2 separate regions of the Mus musculus genome follow, and region 2 is linked to region 1. Evidence: chromatin contacts called from public HiChIP or PLAC-seq data. All regions are on one chromosome and are shown on one strand. The core of a region is the stretch at or near the end of the contact, and the rest is flanking DNA. Distances in the headings are between cores, read along the strand shown.

Region 1 (7,255 bases), core at 1,817-4,316:
AAAAAAAAAAAAAACCTGGGTGTGGTAGTACACACCTTAAAAGAACAACAACAAAATTTAAATCAAAACAAATGAAAGTAATTTTGGTTCTCTTTCACACGCTTCAAGTTTTCTTCTCTTGAGTATGAAGCAAGCACAGGTAAGACATTAACACACAAGCACATGTTTCAATAAAACTTTACAACACCAATAATAACAAAAAGGCAGTGGGGCAGATTTCACCCTCTCTCCTGTTTTGTATCTGGCTCATGCCTATATAGTTCCTGTCACATCTTTACCTTCCTTCCCTCTGTAGAGTCTGAGCTCTGTGAGAGCAGAGCCCTGGCCTACTGTTCCTCACAGAGACCCACACTGACAGGTAGGTAGTGTGAGATCTGTTCTGGATCTTCCTTCTCTGCCTCTTTCTCTTCTTCTTTCTCCCCCTCATTTACCTCCTTCTCCTCCTCTTCCTCCTCCTCCCCCTCTTCTTTCTCTTCTTCCTTCTATCCCTCCCACTCCCCTCCTCTTCCTCCTCCTCTTCCTCTTCTTCTTCCTCCTCGTCCTCAGCATGCTATATGGCTCAAGTTGGCCTTCTAAACTCCTGCCTCAGCCTCCCAGATGCTGGGATTATAGGCAGGTGCCAGAGGTGCTGCTCAGGAGTTGGTTCTGTGTGCCTGCTCTTTGAACCTGCTCTCCAGGAGGCTGAGGCTGGAGGCCTGACCATGGGAGAGTTCCCTGGATCACCAGCCAAGTGCCCGAGCTAAGGGAAAATTTACCCAAGTCTCTGCAATGTCAGCTTGGGTTCTGAGGACTATGATCTCTTTCCTGTGGAGTTTGGGCTTAGCTGAATTTAAAAGACCAAATCTGTGATCCAAGAAATTGTTTATTTCAAAATTCACCAAATTCCAGTCACTTATGTGTCCCTTTCATGTTTTATGGTTTGTTTTTGGTTTTTGTTTTGTTTTGTTTTTTTACTGCATTTCTGTATCACCTGCAATTGTTTGTGGATCACTCTAACCCTTTCCAAGTCTTTACATGGGTAACTAGGGTGTGGCTTGGACCTAAGGTCTGCCTAGCATATACACAAGTTGTAGGTTCTATCCCTAGCACTACATGATGCAGTCAGCGAGTGTCCCTCAAAACCTTTAAATATTTAGATCAGTTTGAGTCCCTCCTTGCTTACTCCTATGACTCTTCATCTCCAGGTGAGTCCCAGTGCCCTCCCCCCAACCCCCACTACTTCTCTGACCTCATTTCTGTCACCCATTTAGTCTACTCCAGCCACACTGACCTCTGCGTATTCTTGGAACATTCCTAGCAAGTTGCTACTTCAGAGCCCTGGCTCAGCTGCTGGAATGCTTCCCTCCTCCCATGCCAGTCCTCAGAAAGGGCCTTCCTCAGCAGCCTGTGCACAAGAGCAGCCTCTTTGCTCTTCCAAAAAAGTGTCATAGCATCCAGAAAATGTCCACGCCCACCGCCAGAATATTGTTTAACATTGCGTTATAGTTCTAGAAAAACATGGGAAAATAGATAATATATAACATGATATAAAAATATAGCATATATATTTTCAATCAAGCATAGTGACACATGCCTGTAACCCTAACATTAGAGAGGATGAGGCAGGAGGACTGCTGTGAGTTCAAAGCCAGCCTGGGTAGGCTACACAGTACCTGGGCTACTCAACAAGACCCTTTCTCAAAATAAAATCATATTATTTCTTACCTTTCTCCTTTCTCTCATTTCTTCTGTCTATCTTACTATGTAGCCTGGTATAGCCTCCTTCACTCCCCATGTCTATTTTGCTATGTAGCATGGGATAGCCTCCTCTGGCTTGTCATCTTCTTCTGGTGCTGGGATGAACGGCACCACCCTTGGCTGACCCTTTTATAACATTGTCTTCTTTCAGTTCGTGCTGCATCGCTTTCTTTGTTTAAGTTTCTATTTTATGTTGTTTATTAAAGCGTTACTATTTTCTTCATAAAGATAAAGCATGTATCTTTTATTGAATTTCTTTCTAGATATATGAAATTGTGTTGTTTTTGTGAAGGATCTCTTCTTAAAATTACATTACAGTAGAAAATGTTTATGAGCCCGTTTTTATCTCTAATATTATTTATTACCACTCTCCTACCCCCAGAGTCTTACAGGCATCAGGGAGTGGACAAAGGCCGGCGGTACTGAATGGTGATGTTATTTTTGAAATAATGAAAAGTACTGAAGAGGGATCATAAGGGAGCAGTAAAGCATTCTTTAGTGTTGGTGTTGCAGTAGAAACCTTAAATCCACTTTACAATCGTCCTAGACTCCGTGGCTTCCACTCTAGGGAACACTGGTCTGTTCAATTTCACCACCACATTGACATGCCTTTTGGATTATCAGTTGTTTTGGCTAACCCTTGGGCCTGTCTTTAGTTTGGGAGGTGAAGGACAAATGATAAACTAGGAATGGATAAGGAAGAGGTGGAGGATCCCAGCGCCTGGGTTTGCTGAGCCTCCCCCCAACCCACGCACTCAGAGCTGCCCTTCCTGCTCCTGTGAGTATCTGAGGCACACCTGTAGGAGTCCCCAGGGCCAAGCCCTGTCCTGGAGAGGGCACCGCACTGAGAGGGGGGTGGGGTGGGGTGGGGTAAAAGCCTCCTGCTTTCCTCCACAGAGGACCAGGCTGTGGGTGTGAAGCAGGAAATGGGGGCTTCTGAGAACTGCTGAGCGTTCCTGGAAGCCTGTAAGAGCTGAGACATCTGGCCTCTGAAGCTCATTCTCTGGTGGCATTTGGGGCCTGGAGGACAGAGGCCCCTCTGGGAGCACATGCTCACTAGCTGCAAACTCTCAGGCCTCACAGGATGTTGATGGTGAATGGGAGAAGGAGACTTTTAGCCCTTCCAGTCTCCCTCCACTGTGGCCTGGTCCTTGCAGGCAGTCTTTGTAGCCTTTGCCTGTCAAACCGAGGTATGTCTTCTGGGAAGGTCGAAACATTTTCAAGGCTCCTCCTTGTCTGAGAAACCCTTGAACTGAAAAGGACAGGAAGCCACAGGCTACTGGATGTGCGGAGCCTACCTAGGGTTACCCCACCTCAGAGGGGAATGCAGCAGGTCTGAGTCATCCGAGATGCCTAACAAATAACACATTCTTCCATGCTCGCCCATCAAAGAGAGGTGGAGGGCAGCTTAATACCCAGAAGAGGGGTGTGTGCCTCTGCCATGTTTCTAAGATAGCCTCTCAGACTGTGAAACCCACACTACTGTGTCACATAATCCCTCCCTTTTTTCTTGAGTGCGTACATGATGAGTATAATATATAATCCAGTATGGACTTAAATATTTTATTATTCTGTGTGTGCATTATGGGTGTGTACAGCGTGCATGTGTGCGAATGAGCACACATGCCATGGCTTATGTTTGAAGGACAGAGAACTTGGTAGAGAGACTCAACTCTCTCCTTCCATCTTTATACAAATTCTGGGGGTCAGACTCAGGTCACCAGGTTTGTGTGTCAGTCAACAAGGGCCTTTGCCTGCTGAGCCATTTAGCCAGCCCCATAATAATTATAATATTTTCTTCTTGTTGTGATCTTTTGTTTGTTTGTGTTTCAGACAGGGTTTCTCTACAGCCCTATCTGTCCTAGAACTCAGTTTATAGACCAGACTGACTGAATTCACAGAGATCCCTCTGCCTCTGCCTTCCAAGTACTGAGATTAAAGTCAGGCACCATCCTGTCCAGCATAATATATATTTTATATGCTGAATTGAGTGTGGCATTGCCCATTACAGTAACAAATTCCCAAACAGATAGACTCAACTGGATTCTCTCTGTCACATTCAGCTGAGTTGCTTGACAGTTGGCTCTTTCTTTCCTCAGTGATTCATAGATCCCGAGTCCTTTCATCCTGTGGTTCTATTGTCCCCTAGGGCTTCAGCAGGCAGAAGGAGAAAGACACTGTAGAGCAGTCATGCTCAGTTCCTGAAAGCTCTGACCCAGAAACGATACACATTTCTGCTTACACTCCACAGGCAGAACTATATACACCATCACACCTGGATGTAAGAGAGCTGATAATGTCAATCATGCTGAGTAGCTACTTCCTGGAAGTAGCCTGTATCACAGCAGGAGTGGGCGCGGGTTGTCAAGCCATATATGCAGTGTAAGGTCTGTCTATGGTGCTTGTGTTCTGAGCACGGGTGGAGAAAAATCACAAGCAATTTTCACTTGAAACTCATAATACTGTGTAGATTCCAATTTGCTTTGTAAGTCGGAGAGGGCCAATAGGGATGGTTCATGATAAAAAATAGGACAAGAACATTGTTGTCATTTGTTGTTTGTCTCTTTATAGACCCCGCTGTCCTGGAACTCACTCTGTAGACCAGGCTGGCCTCAAACTCACAGAAATCCACCTTCCTCTGCCTCCTGAGAGCTGGGATTAGAGGTGTGTGCCACCAGGCCCCACTGTCCTCATTTTCATCATTAGTGATTTATTACTATTGTGACATCAGGTATTAAGTGCAGGGCCTTTAGCTAAGCATGAGCATTATCCCAGAGCATCACTCTAGCCCTTTATCAATCATAGGCTCAGAAAACCTGCAGATCCTTCACTAAAGGCAGAGAGGTTTTAGGGCAGGGATGATATGGGAAGAAGCAGAGAGGGTTTTTTTTTTCCCCTTTAAGAAAACTATATACTATGCCTACCAAGGAAGACTTACAGGTAGGTACAACTTCTTAAAGCCTTGAATGGTGAGCTTAGAAATGCCCACAGCAAACACTCCATATGCATTTCTCAGAGACACAAGCACCAATGAAGATCTCAAGAAAATGAGATGCCACGGGGGAAGTACCAAATACGTAGGTTTTATCTTTGTTTTGAGACACAATTTTTCTGGTTCTGGTCAGAATCATGTTCACTTAACAAACTATTGATTGTGTCTTTACTGTGTGAGCCAGGACTCTTTTAGGTCCTTGTATCAATTAACCTTTCTGTTGCTGTGATAAAAGATCATGACCAAAGGCAGCTAAAGAAGAAATAATTTATTTGGGCTTATGGTTTCAGAGAGGGAATCCATAATGACAGGGGAGGCTTGGCAGTAGACAGTTGCATCAGGAAACAAAGAGATCACATACATCTTCAATGTAAACAAGAAGCAGAAATTGTGAACTAGAAGTTGGGTGAGCTCTCCTCTAGTGATGTTCCTCCTCCACTGGCACCTTCTCAAACAACACCGCTATAGAGGGGACAGTGTTAAACATTTGAGCCTATGGGGCTACCTCTCAGTAAACTACTGTAGTCTTAGACGTGCAGCGCTGAATGTCTTCCAAAAGATTCCAAAACTTCTGTCCTCGTGGACTTTATGTTGTCTGGGAAGGAGACATGATCAACAAGGCAGATGAATCTCTGAGTTCAAGGCCAGCCTGGTGTACAGAGAGAGTTTCAGGACAGCCAAGGCTACATAGAGAAACCCTTTCTCAAAAACAAACCAACAACAAACCAAGCTAAAAGTAGATGTCATGTTAGGTATTGGATGAACTGAGCACAGAGCAAGAGAGCAAAAAAGTACAAAGGAGAAGGTGGGAAGAGATGGGGGAGCTTGTGTGTTATTTCCTGTAACTGGTCACATGGCCAAGAAATACCTCTCTGGTTAGAAACTATTCGAGCCAAGGTCATGAGAAGCACACACACACACACACACACACACACACACACACACACACACAAGGCTCCTGGTTGTCTCCCCACAGTCCACTTAACACTTTCTTCTGAGTAACAGAATCCTTCCCCCTGGCCAGGATGTAATGAATGATTAGGTGAAAGCGGACCCTATCTCTTACCCTAGAGTGGTTTCCAATTGGATCCCAATCCCTGTATCACAATCCTGGAAACCCATTCTCACTTGCCAGAGACAAGTTCAAAAAGTCGGGCCAATGCCAGGCAACATAGGAGCCCTCTGGCCATGGTCTCTGGTCCAGGAGCAGGTACACAACCTAAGCTAGCCTAAGAAGATTAAAAGAAGAGATTTATTCTTCTGTTTGGGAGGAGGAGAAGTTTTTCTCTGAAATGTACAAGGAAGCATGCTGTTACGGGAGCCGCTCAGAACATGGTGGCACGGCCATCTCTGGACAATGCAGGAGGCCAGTCTGCAGACAGAGCCAGTACAAAGACTAGGATGGAGTGGGGAGAACTCCAGAGCAATGGAGTCAGAGCCCTGATTATTCCATGCCTGAAGCTGCTGCACTTCAGGCCTCCCCATTATGTGCCACGAACAAGCTCTTCACTGTTTGTGCCGCTCCAGTTAGGTCTTCTGTTTCGTGATATTGGAAGACCTTAACTGAGACAATAAAGTTTTAGCAGCTAGCAGTTCTCAAGAACGAGCTCATGCCAGACACACTTTTTATATCTGCAATTTTATTTACTGCTTTTGATGACCTTAGGAGACAAATACAGCTATTGTCCTTATTTGTAAGTGGGTTTTACTCGAAGTCTTCTGGGTAGTAAATGGCAGAACCAAATCGCTGGTGCTCAGAGCCCCTGTTCTTTACGATACTGTTGGATTCATTTCTTTGTGAAGCAGAGGGAGAACACAAGGAGAAGCCAGGAAGCCAGAGGAGAAAGAGGAGACATCATATTCTTATTGATTTTGTTTGCTTGTGTTGGCTTGCAGTTGTTGGGAATCCAGGGCCTTGGACATGCTAGTCAAGTTCCCTATCATTGAGCTCTACCCACAGCTCCCTGCTTTTTGCATTTTTCATTTTGAGATAGCGTCTCACTAAGACGTCCAGGCAGGCCTTGAACTCATGGATCTTCCTGCCGTAGCCTTCTGAGTAGCTGCAAGTATAGGTCTACACCACCAGCTCTGACTGGTTTTGAGGTCGAGCTTCAGGAAACTGGTCTTGAACTTGGCCTTTCTACATAGAAGGAGGTTTCTGTTCCTCCTGCCTCCACCTTCCCACGTAGCGAGCACAAGACCAGCCTTAACTGTGTAGTGAGACCTTTTCCCCCCAGAAAAGTCCCAGTAAGTCAGTCACGATGACACACTCACATAGTGCAAACACTCAGGAGTCAGAGGTAGGAGGATCTGGATTTCAAGGTTAGGCCTGGCCACATACAAAGTTTGAGGCCAACAAATTATTACATGTAGTCCAGGCTGGACTTAAACTTAGGGTCCCCCTGCTTCTGTCTCCTAAATGCTGCGACTACAGTGAGTCCCAGTAAATCCACTCTGCTTCTGTTTTAACTTGTGTCTCCTGAAAGAATAAAAATGATGACCAACAAAAAAAAGAAAACGTTGAAG
Region 2 (7,255 bases), core at 3,054-5,553, 140 kb after region 1:
AGATTCTTTTTGCATCTACTTACTGCAGGGCCTCCTATTTTGTGTTTTCATTGGTGGTTTCCTTTTTTTTTTTTTTAAATGACCCTAATTGTAATCCTAAAGTGTCGGGTAGTAGTGTTCCTAAGTATAAGATGGCTGTATGTGCAGAGCACAAGTCACTCAAAAAACAAGAAAGACCTGGGACACATCCAGGCTCAGTCTATAGAAGGGTGTGGTGTCCAGTTCCAAACCCATGCCTCCCGGAGTCTGCTGTTTTCTGCTGTGTTTTACCATGCTCCCTTTCAGTAGAGTTCAGTCTCTGTCCTTCCTCCTTCCAGGCTATCCTGGCATTCCTAGAACTCATGGCACCACTGAGAAATGACCAAGTATAAAACAAGAGTGAGATGAAAATATTCTACATAAAAGCTGAGACAGCAATATGTAGCACCCTTGTCTTGCCTTTCTCTTACACTGTCTGGCATTGCCAGTTTAGCTTAGCTGCCTTTCCAGTAGAGCACACATGGAGTTTTATAATCTCCTCAGTACAAGACTCAGGGCAACCACATTACATTGATCAGAATTGGCCCTCCAAGATGAAATGTTCACTCTTCCCTGTGTGACAATCTATGACTGTATAAGATAAGCATATACTTGGGGTTGAAGTTGTGAAGCAAAAGTATAAATCTGTTTCAAAACCTAGACCTCATAATATCTCAGAGCAATCCAGCTGACTCAGTTTGGAAGGGTCTCATGGCCACTGCATAAGACTTGGCTCCTGTGAGAGTACAGTGGGGACATCTTTCTTATTGATCTCTGAATCACTAGTCCAGCATACAGTTGGTGTACATGCTTGTCAAATGAATGCCCAGAGTGATACCTTGGTAGCCATACTTTTCCTTGCTGTTATCAAATACCTGGGATAATATTGGTTCATGGTGTCAGAGGTTACTGCCTATAGTCACCTAGTTCCTGTGATGAGATAGAACATCATACTGGAAGAGTTTGATGGAATAGAGCTGTTAGAAAACAGAGAGAACAGAGGAAGAGGCTAGGGACAACATGTATCCTAAGCATATGACTCCAGTGACCTACTTGTCTAACTAGTACCCGCCTTCAAAAGTACCACTTCTCAGTAACGCCATCACCAATGGACTGATTCACTGATTAAGTCAGAGTCCACGTGCTCCATCAATCTCTCAGTGATTGAATACACCAGCTGGAGACCAAGTCTTCCAATACTGAAGACTTTGGTGGTGGGTGGGGTACTTCAGAGTTAAACTACAACAGTGTCTTTCTTCCCCAGGGGAAAAACACTGGTGTAGGCTGATGACAGAATGGGAACTTTGGGGCACATGGCAGGACCGACAGGATTGGGGGAAAAACTCTTTAGAGCAGCAGCCAAGGGACTGAAAGGAAACTGAACGGGGCAATTATTCCATCCTCTGTCTCTGCCTCTGTTCATTTTATCCTCTCCTGCGACTTTCCTTTACCTCTTCTGGTAAGATGGACCTGGGTACCCCATGCAAGAGTTGGGTGGAGGAATAAGAAAAGAGGAAGCAGGAGGCAGGATGCTTGGGATGTAACACCATCTTGGTAACTGAGCTGCATACTTGCTAGGCACACTGTACTGTGCATGGCAAATAGGGCTCTGAATTCTTATCCCCTAATCTTCCTAGCCTAGGCCCTCTATGACATCTCATTCCCCTTCCCCCGTTCTGTTAGTTGCTAAGTGAGGCCGGTACCTTAACGGACAAACATGGTATGTCCTTTCCTTAGGACAGAAGTAAGCGTGTCTAGTGACTCTTGTGTAAACCATTTTAATCTTTTCAACACATGCTGTACTCCATTTCCATGAGCTAAGTATGCCCAAAATACATCTACTACTGCTACTGTTCCTTCTTAAATTAGGACTTGGAACTGAGCATGCTCAGGAATAGACCAGCACCTATAAAAATACATATAGGTTCCTTGAATGAAATCCACACGGTGCTTCTGCTCCAGGAGACCACTGCTTTATAAATAACTCTCATGCTCTTTTTGCTGGCTGTAAAAATGAATCCTTTTCATTTGGGGACATGTTTGTCTTGGATCTTGCCCTTGCCAAGATGTAAGTCCACCGTGTTGCACTTCCCCCTATCACAGCAAATGAGACCTGAGAGGAAACAGGGATGAAGAGAAGGATGAGAAACCAGGAAGAAATGGATACATAGGACTGGGAGCCCAAGAAGGGACTGTCTCTCAGGGGGCAATTTTAGCGGGAAGTTAGGACTGGGAAAATATTATCGATTCCTGAATTGTCCAGATTTCAGCCCTGTTTGAGGGGCACTCTGAGATCTGGAGGCCCCTGGGAACTAGAATTAGTATAGTATAGCTGAGACAGTGGGTTGTGTGGTGAACAAAGTATACAGGCCTTGGAGAAAGACTGATCTAGGTTACTGCTTGTTAGCTGTATTATGAGGGATGAGCTTTTTAATTCTTGTGGACTTTAAGGTTTTTATATATGAGATAAAAAAGATTTACTTTATGGGATCATGGCGAGTAAAAGAAAGGCAGTCTATATACTGTGTGTATGTTATGTGTGAAGTGTGATTATAAAACTCAGAGGGTAATTTTGTGCATACTAGGAACAGTATTTGTCTGGTATTTTCTTTTTGGCTCCAAGAAAGTAAGCAAAGCACACGGAGTTTCCAGGTATCTATAAGGAAGATAGGTACTCGCATGTATGTTAGAGTCCTATCTTCTATACCAGAGGCACCCTGATTGCGTGTCAGGAAGTCTTGCAGTCTTCCCCATCAGGGACTAAACTTGAGGAGTGGGAGCTTCTGTTAGTTTCCAAGAACACAGAGGGACTGGCTAGGAAAATTCCAAAAGGCTTATTTGGGAGTTTGTCCACATTTCCTACTGCCCTACCTGTGCAGGCCTGGAGAGTAAAGAGTGATCGTCTCCAGCTGAACCGAGAAATGAGAACAGATCAGAGAGACGGCATGGAGCCACTTTCAGCATTGGAATGTTTGCCTTCACCTCCCCAGCTTCTCTGACACGGAATTCCACAGCCTGACTTCCTGGGCACTGCCCTCATAGATACACATGCTGTCTTGCATAGGAAGTCAATGACTGACCACCGTCCATTGCATTAGCTTCCTATTGCTGCCATAACAAATTATCATGAACTTGATTCTTCAGCCACACAATTTTTTCATCATTTTACTCTTCTATAGGCTGGCAGATCAGAGCTGTTACACAGGTTAACATCCAGTTGGTTGTCCACAGGGCCCAACTCCTTCCTAGAGGCTCTGGAGAAAACAAACTCTTCCTTACTTTTTCTGTCCTCTAGAGGCCACCTACTGCTTCTGTCTTTTAGGTCCCTTCCATCTTCAAAGTCAGTAGTGACAGGTTGAGTCCTGATATGGAGTCATTCCAGTCTCCACCTTTTCCATTTCCATGATCACATTGCTTTCTCTGTTATGGTTTAAATATGACACTTACAAAATCATGTTGAGACTATAAACACATAAAAGATATGATTTGTAATACCCAGGAAAATATAATTTTAGCAAGAAAGATAATAACATTTCTTTCAAATAATATAGTTTTATTACTACACGTATCAAATGTGATTGGCAATGTATTTCTTTCACAGACTTTACGAAAATGAATTACATAACTATTCTTTATCATTTAATATAAAAGATTCTGAATATTTGCAATTTTCCAATAGTAGAACCTGATTTCAAGATGCAACACATTAGAATTCAACTTTGTACCACTTCTGATTTCAACACTAGACTTACAATTTTAAAAATTACACATCATATTTTTATAAAGCCCTGAGCTATCCTTTCTCTGGATTTTTTTTTTTTTTTGGCAATTAAGATATAAACTAAATCATTTGGTCTATTTTATTTCTTACTACAATTATGCATATGTTAAGAAAACATGATCATGGTGCTATTACTATAAACAATTATCATGGATAAAAGAAAAACAGGCTGTATTCATTCACTTTCTTTGGTTAAAATCTACCATGTCAAAACAGAGTGTCGTAATGGTGACATTAGATCATTAGACCGGAATCTAACCATCAGCTCCACGACTGGAGTGTTCTGTCCTAGTTTCCCGCAGTCAATCAGTTCTTTCAAAGTCTTGCTTTTTACCGGATGCTCATTAGGGCCTTTGTAAGCACAATGGTTATAGAACAAAAGAGATTGTGAACTGTATCTCACTCAGTGAGTGAGTAACACAGGAGTCATTAGAGTAGAAATGAGACTCTCTAAACAGTCATCTGAACCACAGACAGAATGTCATCAGAGAGGAAGTCAAGAGTTCTGCTGGAAATGGAGCTGGTTGGGCCCTACATAGCAGTAGCTGTTGCAGAAAAGGAAGCCCTGACCGTGGTGGTGACGAGGTAGGAGGTGGTGCAGTGCTTTTGAGAATCATTGCTTCCAAAGATCCTACAGAGTCAGGCTGTCTTCTCAGAGTCTGCCTTGCTATGTGAATGCTTGGCTTAGAGAAAGCCAATGTGCTACTTGCAAAGCAAGCCAAGTCCCACATTTGATTCTGTAAAGGTGATAACAACTTGAAAAAATTTAAGCTGGCAGCGAATAGGTTGCTGTGCCTAAGGGAATCACTGTGCCAGCAAAGAGCAGAATAAAATCAAAGCCACATCTATTTTTTTTCCTGTTTTGTTTTATGAGATGGGGTGCCTTGCTATATTTCTCAGTCTACCCTCAAATTCCTGAGCTCAAACGATCTTTCTGTCTCGGGCTCTCAGTAGTTGAGACTATAGGAATAGGTTTTCATTCCTGATATGGCTGATACCTTTCATTCCTGCCTCCCCAAATTACCCATTGGTTAACGCTCAGAGAAGGGCATTTAGAATAACCATTATTGTGCTGGGGAGATGCCTCAATGGGTAAGAACCTTTGCTGTGAAATCATGAGGACCCGAGTGCAGATCTGCAGGACCTAGGTGAAAAAGCAGGACCTGGCAACATACTGTCATCCTAGTTCTAAGTGAGGGCTGAGCTAATAGCTTGAAGGGACAAGTTTCTGCATTTGTTACACCAGAAACAGTAAGACTAATGTCTGTCTGAGTCAGTTCAGGAGCCAGAAAGAGCCCCGGCTGCTTAGCTGGGAACTGCTCAAGAAGTAGTTTGCTCCTCCTTAATGGGATGGCTTTGCTACAAGAACCAGAAGAAAGTAAAGAAGGCATTCTTAGCTTGGGTCCAGGGGAAAGCCAGTCTGGCAGAAACTCTTCAGTTCCCTCAGCCAGGAAGCAGCAATCTACGTAAACAGGAAGTAGAAAAGGCTGGGGGAGAGGGTGGCGGTTAGCTGGCAAGAAACAAGAGCTGACAGCAGCTGGGTGTAAGTGCTTACATGCAAAAGAGTCAGATACAGGTCCAAGGCTTTGCATGTTAAACGCTCCGGTGCTGCCCTTTGGAGGCCTTGCCTCACAAAGGTGTTTGTGCAGTCTGTGTGGGGTTCCATCTGCAAAAGGGTGCATCTTTGAACACCTACGTTCCGCCAAATATCTGCTAAGTGGTTTAGATTTATTTAATTATCTTAGAATTCTATGAGCATGGGACTAGTTGAAGAGTTGAAAAAAGAAACGGACTCAGAAGGAGTAAGTTACTCTGTTCAAATTCAATGCACAGACTTTGGAAAACTGTCTTTTCTGAAAACTGTTAAACATGATCTACTGAAAGACGTGAGGCCAGTGATGTGCCTCTGGGTAAAGATCCATACAAACAAGCCTGGCATCCGAGTCTACCTGAGGGAAGAGGAGAACTGATTCCTGTAAGGAGTCCTCAGACAGAACTGTGCCCCACATGTGCCCCGCCCTGGCCCCAGTAAATAAGTACATGTACATAAAAGATTTTAAAGACAATGTATCCCCCCCATTTTCACCTGTGTGTGTGTGAGTGTGTGTGTGTGTGTGAGAGAGAGAGAGAGAGAGAGAGACGACTGACAGAAAGACAGAGACAGAGAGAGAGACACAAAGACACACACAGAGACAGAGAGAGGCAGAGACAGAGACAGAGACAGACAGACAGACAGACAGACAGACAGACAGACAGACAGACAGACACACACACACACACACACACACACACACAGAGAGAGAGAGAGAGAGAGAGAGAGAGAGAGAGAGAGAGAGAGAGACAGACAGACAGACCTGCTGGGAGTTTGGTACCTCAAGATGAAGCTGAGTATCTTCTCAGCCATCAGCTGTCAGAAACTCATTGGACTGGAAGAAGAACTTTATGGGTTTGTTTTTTGTTTTTGTTTTGTTTTTTTTAATGAGAAGTGAGTGGCCACAGATGTTGCTGCCAAGAGTATCTACTTCTAAGTCAGAGTTCAGTACAGAATAAGAGTATTTTAGAGTAACAAATAAATGATCACACCATGAAATAAAAAGATGTATTGAAGAGGAAGTTGATCAGGGAGGGAGAGAATAAAGGGTTGGAGGGCTCTAGTGAGGGTTGATGGGACCAAAGTGTATCATATGAACATTTTACAATGGTATTACTGTTTCAAAAAATTTTTAAAAATTACTATATGTGTGTATGTGTCTGGGTATTTCTGCACTTGTGTGTGGGTACTTGTGGAAGCCAGAAGAGGAAGTCAGATCTCCTGAGCTGGAGTTATAGTGTGAGCTGCCCAGCATGGGTGCTGGGAACCAAACTCAGGCCCTCTGCAAGAGCAGTGCTTGCTTTTCCTGCTGAGCTGTCTCTCAGGCCCATCACAATATTTCTCTTCTCTTTCTTTTCTTTTTAAAATTATTTATTTATTTTATGTATGAGTATACTGTAGCTCTCTTTAGACACACCAGAAGAGGGCGTCGTATCTCATTACAGATGATTGTGAGCCACCATGTGGTTGCTGGGAATTGAACTCAGGACCTCTAGGAAGAGCAGTCAGTGCTCTTAACCTCTGAGCCATCTCTCCAGCCCCCCCCCTTTTAATACAATATTTCTAGTCTGACTAATTAACATGCACTAATAAAAATGAAAAATGGGGGATTAGATTTCTAGGGATAATAGCAAATTGCTATACATCTTGTGGTTTAAACCACAGCAGAAACCTGTTATCCTTCTGTAGGATAGAAGTCTGAAATGCAGGTGTCACGAGAGCCAGGCTTCTGAATGCTCTAGCAAAGAATTCTTCCTTACCTGGGCCAGCTTCTGGTAACTCCAAGTGTTCTCTGCTTTGTGGTAACATAACTACAGTCTTGGTTTCCATCTGCACACGTCCTTTTCCTTCATCCTTGTCTCCAT

The links. HiChIP or PLAC-seq counts read pairs in DNA pulled down with a chosen protein or histone mark.
Region 2: an HNF4G HiChIP or PLAC-seq map of pancreatic cancer cells shows a contact between it and region 1. The contact joins two enhancer-like sites. A contact is called at or near these places in 3 of 115 datasets of contacts at active chromatin or transcription factors (CD8 T cells, effector CD8 T cells and pancreatic cancer cells).

Annotation. Positions count from the first base shown.
Region 1 is chr7:114,168,880-114,176,134 of GRCm38.p6, forward strand. No RefSeq gene overlaps it. Among named protein-coding and RNA genes, the nearest start is that of Rras2, 55 kb to the left of the region's middle. Within about 2 kb of position 3,067, at least 142 of the 459 cell types and tissues checked have an H3K27ac peak or open chromatin away from gene starts, as enhancers often do. A contact at or near this core is called in CD8 T cells, effector CD8 T cells and pancreatic cancer cells, where this site is marked.
Region 2 is chr7:114,312,303-114,319,557 of GRCm38.p6, forward strand. It overlaps 4933406I18Rik (RIKEN cDNA 4933406I18 gene), which reads right to left. Exons shown (of 4, transcript NR_029437.1): 3 at 7,151-7,255; 4 at 3,177-3,480. Among named protein-coding and RNA genes, the nearest start is that of Psma1, 40 kb to the left of the region's middle. Within about 2 kb of position 4,304, at least 192 of the 459 cell types and tissues checked have an H3K27ac peak or open chromatin away from gene starts, as enhancers often do. A contact at or near this core is called in CD8 T cells, effector CD8 T cells and pancreatic cancer cells, where this site is marked.